Linked DNA regions of Danio rerio: region 1 is linked to region 2. Evidence: chromatin contacts called from public Hi-C data. All regions are on one chromosome and are shown on one strand. The core of a region is the stretch at or near the end of the contact, and the rest is flanking DNA. Distances in the headings are between cores, read along the strand shown.

Region 1 (3,332 bases), core at 330-2,829, 50 kb before region 2:
TGAATTAATGCTTTAAGTTAGAATTTGCCAGAGGTATGAATAATTCCGAGCTTGATCTTTGAGTCAGTTTTTTTATTAAAAATGGTATTTTAATATTTAATACAACAAGAATGCTTTAACGTAAGCATTACTACTTATAATACATTAAACTAATACTATTACAAAATATTGTTTCACATAAGTTACGACAAAATCTTACTAGCTAAACCTTTTGGATGGTAATTTATTTAAAATATATTATTTTGTCAGAGTGTTCTAATTGTACTTATTGATTTTATTTGAATATTGTGTAATGATGGTAGAATTGAGCATTCTGCATTTCGTTTTAGCTGGTTTTAAAACATCTCTAATTAAAAACGGCCATTGTGCTTGATCAAATGTGTACAAAATAAATGTCTGAACATCAAGGAATTGCATTTAAGTAAAAACATTCCCTCAGATTTTTTTCTTCACACTTAAATCATTAGATGTAAAAAAAGCACACACACATTCATTGTGAAACAGTATGTGGCTACAACTGTATGTCACCAATTATCCTTGCTAATCTGAAACATTGTCATGTGGCTCTCAGATGTCTGAATATACCACTCTAAAACCATTCTGTCTATTGTTATAGACAATGAGGAAAACGTTGCAGGATCGCTTAGCACATGTATTAAGCCGCTGTGTGATTACGGTGGCTGTAGAAGCAGTAGATCCAGAAGCAGGTAAATGGGCTGCATGAATGTGGCCCGGAGGCCTGCAGCCTAAAGTGCTCTTATATTTAGCAGCAGAGCATCTCCGGTTTCTGATTGAGATTGTCCTGTGAAACCTGATAATTCGGTGTCTTCCTGCCTGCTGCTGTGGACACAGCGAGAGGAATAGACTGGCTCTAGTAACAATGTGAGGTGAAACCCAAACCGGCTGCTTTTTATTTAGCTGCTAACCTTAGTGGCTCGAAAGTACAAAGGGGTAAAGAGAGCACTATAATGACAGCACTTAAATCAGGGCAAGGCCATGGGCTAAGATTACAGCATGCCTGCGTCGAAGGGGGCACAGGTGCCCTAGTGGGCTCCGCGGCAAGGGTCATTTTGGAGCTTTGGGCACTGGATGTTCTGGATGCTGTTCCCCTGGACCAGTGTTCAGTGCCACTGGCCAACTGTATGTCACAAGAGAGCCCATAAACTCGTGGTGTCCCTGCAATGCTGTGCCACTGATGAATAGTGTACATACATTACTCAATTACAGTGATCACAAGCTTAGCTGCTTTAGATAGACAATGGCAGGCTTGCAAACTCTCTCTTTATCTCAGATTCTCACGGTGAGTTTGACTATTAAATGTGTTTGGCATAGGGAGCAGTGCTTTCTAAAGCCCAAAGTATGCTTTGAACTCAGTCCACTTGATAGAATGCACATGCACACTACAAAAGCTTCATCCTTGTCCAGTGTCTGCGCTTTTTCTCACTAAAAATTCTGAGCAATTCAAATGAGTTTGCACTTGTATAAAATAGAAATGTTTAAGTATATCTCTAATCCCCTCACACTTAAACATTGGTATTTATTGCCACTTTATTTATTCCACTGCAATGGATGGCTTGGAATGGCTCACTTTTGGGGAGTGTGCCACTGTGTACAGTGCCACTTATTTTGTACGACTTCATTTGAAGGTCCAAGCAAGCAGTATCGTTAAATGTGACGTGTAAACACCAGTGGTGGAAAGAGTACAAAAAAAAAATCCTACTCAAGTAAATGTAGTCCAGGTAGAGTAAAAGTATCTGTTGGAAATATTACTCAAACTATGAGTAAAAAGTAGCCCTTTTAAAAAAGTAGTGAGTATTGCACTGTGAAAGTCTGTTGTGTTTACATGTAATTTGTGCACATTTGTGAAAACGTAAAATTCTTTAGTGCATTTAGTGATTGTTTAAGGCTATTTCAGACATTATACAACAGTCATCCAGTCTAAACAGTGTCTGGGTCATTGCGTGTGACGATTTAGGACATGTTCTTGGACACTTTTAATGCTTCCAAATGGTTTGCTGCATTTATTAAGCGCCCATGTCTTGAGATTGTTCTGGATGATGCGATTTAGTTTCTATGTGCAATTTCATTGGATCACAGGACTGATTGTTCTACTTTAGCCAATCCCCATAGACAAGAACATATAAAGTAGTGACTGCAGTTTGATGGAAAATAGTGGTGTAAAAATCCAGATATAGCCCTAAAAATGTGCTTCACGGAAAGTAAAAGCACACATTTTTTAAAATACTTAGTAAATTACAGAAATTTGAGTGTTTGTAATTTGTTATTTACACCACTGGAGATCATTGATTGGTCTGAAAGAATCATGAGTACCTGCATCTGATCTGCAACAATTCAATTCATCTATATTCCTATTGTGCTTTTTACAATTTAAATTGTGTCAAAGCAGCTTAACTTCAGTTCAGTTGTCACAGTTAAAGTTCAGTTTAGTGTAATGTAAATGTCACTGCTTAAAGGAGAAACACTGAAGAGCAACTTAATCGATGTACAGCTCTGCTAGTCTCAAGCCAAGCAAGCCAGAGGCAATACAAAACACCAAGCCCGCTAGATTTAAATAAATAGTCAGCGACAGTAAATTAGACAGAATCAGCCAGTACATAATGAGGCCAGAAGGGGAGAACATTTTCAGCAAGACGCTCAACTTTTGGCTAATACCACAATAACTTGTTAGTGTACTGGTTTGGGCGATTCACAAGAACGCAAATCATGGGTATGACCTGGGTGTTACAATGTTGACATGGTTTATAAAGACATATCTTATCATTTATATGTACATTTAGCAGACACTTTTGTCCAAAGTGACCTACAATTGAGTAGGCATTCAGTGATTAAACAAGAAGAGGTAATATATGCAAGAAGTGCTAATTATACAAAGGAATCCCAAATATAATCCCAAACTCTATTGATCACCTGGTTTGTTCTAACATTAAGCTTTTAGGTTAACATTAAACTTGCTAGTCAATAACATTTATTTACACATTGACTTGGTGGGGAAAACTTTGGTGATCCCTCAAATTCCCTAGGTCAGTTAGTACAGCTGTTAAAAGATTAAGTTTCGGTCTCTTTTAGAAGATAATAGGAAGTCACAAGAGAGCTCTTAGATAGATAGGAAGTTGTTGTGACTAATTTACTCAGAAAACCTGATATCAATCGAGAAGAAATCAGTGTGACAATAAATGTCTAACATGACAGAAATCATCTCTGGAAAAAAATTGGTTGGGGGTGGGGTTTGTTGCAGCTAGCCCCCTGCTGGCACACAATTTCACATCCTCAATAAAAGTGTATAATATGTGGTTTGTGAGCAGTATAGCAAA
Region 2 (3,344 bases), core at 618-3,117:
GCAAGCCAAGCCTCTGCGCTTAAAAATAGAGTGCATGTGCTCTCCATTGAGAACTGCGGTCCACGTCGACACAGCCACAGGTAGCTGCTAGATGGATTAGCTAGGATCTATTTTTGTTGTTGTTATCAAGCACTGGTCACTCTTTTGCCATTTCAGAACCGCTGGTATCTACATTGCCTTTGTTCCACACTACTAATGTCTGGATAGATGCAAGCAGTGACAGTCAACTAATGATGAATATGTGGTAAATATGCTTTGAACTGGAGGCATGAAAGGTAATAATTTTCACAGTCATAACGTGTCAGCCAGCGGTCAGTGGAGATCGTCAATGGGATGGGAAACTTTCTCATGAAGGTGACATGTTTATGTCCGTCACAAAGGTTACATTAGATGCTGATGGTTGGCGTCCAAATATTGACATCCTGGTGTGTCTAACACTCAAGAGTATTTAAAACAAAATCTGCCATCTGTTAAATCAAATTAAACTATCTTTGAGAGGTGTAAAGATGCCTTAAGTCTAGACTATAGCAATCATTCTCAACTTATTGGACCTGCTTTGTTCATATATACCCTATATGATGGTATATGAACCACTGGTATTTTGGTAGCCATGAAAATAAACAAGTATGTCATGGTGACTTCATTGGTTTTAAATCATTTTTAGACTTCTTGGGGTTCCTCTGGAAGCTTGCAGAGGCCCTCTATTTGGCCCCTGGTTTAGAACCGCTGGTTTAGAGCCTCTGAAATCCACCAATAGGGAAGAGAAAGTGTGAAGCTAAAATGACTACATGGATTTGGTTACTACCACTAAACTTCATTGCTTAATGCCGAAAAGTGATGCAACAGCATTGTTAGCATGCTCTTGGTCTTAGCGAATATCGCCACAGTCGGCTGTCACGAAACAGGTGGCATCACATTATTGCAATCTTTTAATTCCTGCGTAGGCAGGGTTATTTTCTCTGCACTTTTGGAAAAAAGCCCTTCAGCCCACGGCCATTATTCTATCACGTAAGCTTAGATACGATTTAGCAGTTTATACTAAGGATACTTTCAGTTTAAGTAGTTGCATGTTACAATTAAACACCTAATAATATTAATTACATATTAGATATAAGGTTGCACTATAATTTACAGTATATGTCTTACTGTGTACTTAAAGGTACGTAAATTAGTGGGTCATGCAAGGTACCATGGAATCAGGGGTAGGTTTAGAAATAGTGCCGAGTTATAGTACCCAGTTTTGTAATAACTAGTATAAGTATGCAGTATGTAATGTTTATATGCAAAACAGGACTGTAAAATAAAGTGCTAAGAATAGGGTTTGATTTAATGTTAGTGGCTTGTAATCACACAAAATTAGCTGTTTACTTTAGTTGCTAAATGTAAAATATGCAACAGGTCTGTTGTTAATATGTTTCTTTGTTTACAGTGCAATTTGTGCGAGAAAAACAATGCACAGATGCTTCATATATACAGTTGGCTTAGAAACAACAGCTGCAGAATGTAGTACAGTGTAAAGGAACATCCAGACAATGTTATGAAAATACTCATAGATCAAACTGATACTGCTAATTTTTACCTATATATTAAATTAGTATTTCTTATTATTACACCAAAAACCAAAGACACAGGAGCTGAAGTCGTATAAAAATAAAGTACAAATTGAAAAGTGCTTTTAAAGTTGTGATAAGGTCAGAGTTTAGAACAGAAATGTTACTATTTACTCAACCAACAATACAAAACCAATCTATTATACATGTGTTTGTCAGATAGAATCTACAAAATAAACACTGGCATACCTATTTTTTTAGTTGGCTCTGGCATCCTGGTTGAGTGTCCCTATTGGGTTCCAACAAACAGGCATTGTGGACACCAACAGCACCACTTCTCTTTTAATAGACACCCCACACCCCCACCCCCAAATGTCCCATGGAACATGCCCCAAATCATCCTGCCCACCCCGATGATCTGTCACTGAGCCCACTGTCCATCACCTCCACTGGATGACAGAACTCAAGAAGCTGAAGCAGGATAAGAAAGCAGGGCTAGATGAGGGTAAAATTAGAGTATGACTGCAACAAAGCAACTATACTTAAGTTGTTGTTGTTGTTGTTGTTGTTGTTGTTGTTGTTGTTGTTGTTGTTGTTGTTGTTGTTGTTGTTGTTGTTGTTGTTGTTGTTGTTGTTGTTGTTGTTGTTGTTTGGAATTTCTAGGATACTTCAGCATGTATATCTATAGAATTGTATTCTGTTTTAAATCTTGCAATGAACAGGGAAGATTGCTTAAAAGTTGAGTAAATGTTAGTACAGTACATATGTAAAGTTTTTTAACGTTATTTTAACGTTATTTCAACATTATTTAACGTCAAATGATACTAATGTTCTTGGAACGCTTTTTATCAACGTTACAAGATTGTTCCAAAAACATTAATATCATTTGAATGGAATGTTCAAGAACAATAATATAACACGAGACTGAAACAGTATGAAATTGTTCTGAATTATCATAACCAACAAAAATTACAAAACATAGTCAAAAAAGGACAGGTGTTTTTAGAACTTACTCATGTTAGGGAAATGTTCATAGAAAATTTACTGTATGTATAAAATGTGCTAATAACATTTTAAATAATGTTCTGAAAACATTATTATAACATGAGACTTAAACTATGAAAACATTTTAAACAGCTTTATTCTAACCAAATATTAATGGTAAAATATCATCTAAAAACTGGACATTTTGAATGTTAAAAGAACATTAAGAAATGGGAAAAATGGGAACTTTAAAAGAATGTTTTAAACTTAAAATTTTTAGCCGAGTTCTGTTGTTAGCAGATAAAGACAATATACATGCACTTTACATGTAGCTACTTGGATTTTTCATCTCTGTTGTTATTGTTGATTTAAAACACACTAAACACCCTTGACCAATTATTATATGCATAGCAAGCCAATTGGAAAGTTTAAACTGGATGGGCTCAGAGATACAGACAGCTACTGTAATAAAAAGACAACATGACATGTTTAGTTCCACACTAGGGCTGACCCTTTCCTCATGCCATCAGTCAAGCATTCATAGCTTGACCTTTCTGTCAAGAGTTTAATGATAATGGTGCTTGTCTAGTGCACACTCAACTAGCATTGTCTGAACTCATTGTTTAATTCAGTTTATTCTTACAAAACATTCTGAAAAGCCCTTTGTAGGTTTTTGTTACTTCCATGAAAATGGAAATAGGTGATAAAGAAAATGCAAAAAATAAGTTAAAAATAAAATTAATGAAAAAAAATTAGATGAAAAGCCTAAATGCTGCTTAGTAAGTAATAAGCTGGAGTAATAAATTAATA

Evidence for each region. Hi-C and Micro-C count contacts between places; a contact is called where the count stands out from the background.
Region 1: a contact with region 2 is called in a Hi-C map of embryo, with 5 times the contacts expected there. The contact joins the enhancer-like site here to the promoter of mybpc3 in region 2. A contact is called at or near these places in 3 of 18 Hi-C or Micro-C datasets (caudal fin, embryo and an unstated tissue).

Annotation. Positions count from the first base shown.
Region 1 is chr7:31,933,413-31,936,744 of GRCz12tu, reverse strand. All of the region lies in intron 28 of mybpc3 (myosin binding protein C3), which reads right to left. Among named protein-coding and RNA genes, the nearest start is that of lin7c, 34 kb to the left of the region's middle. Within about 2 kb of position 1,579, at least 5 of the 62 cell types and tissues checked have an H3K27ac peak or open chromatin away from gene starts, as enhancers often do.
Region 2 is chr7:31,883,827-31,887,170 of GRCz12tu, reverse strand. mybpc3 (myosin binding protein C3) reads right to left here and starts at 1,867. Exons shown (of 33, transcript NM_001044349.2): 1 at 1,800-1,867. The coding sequence starts at 1,824.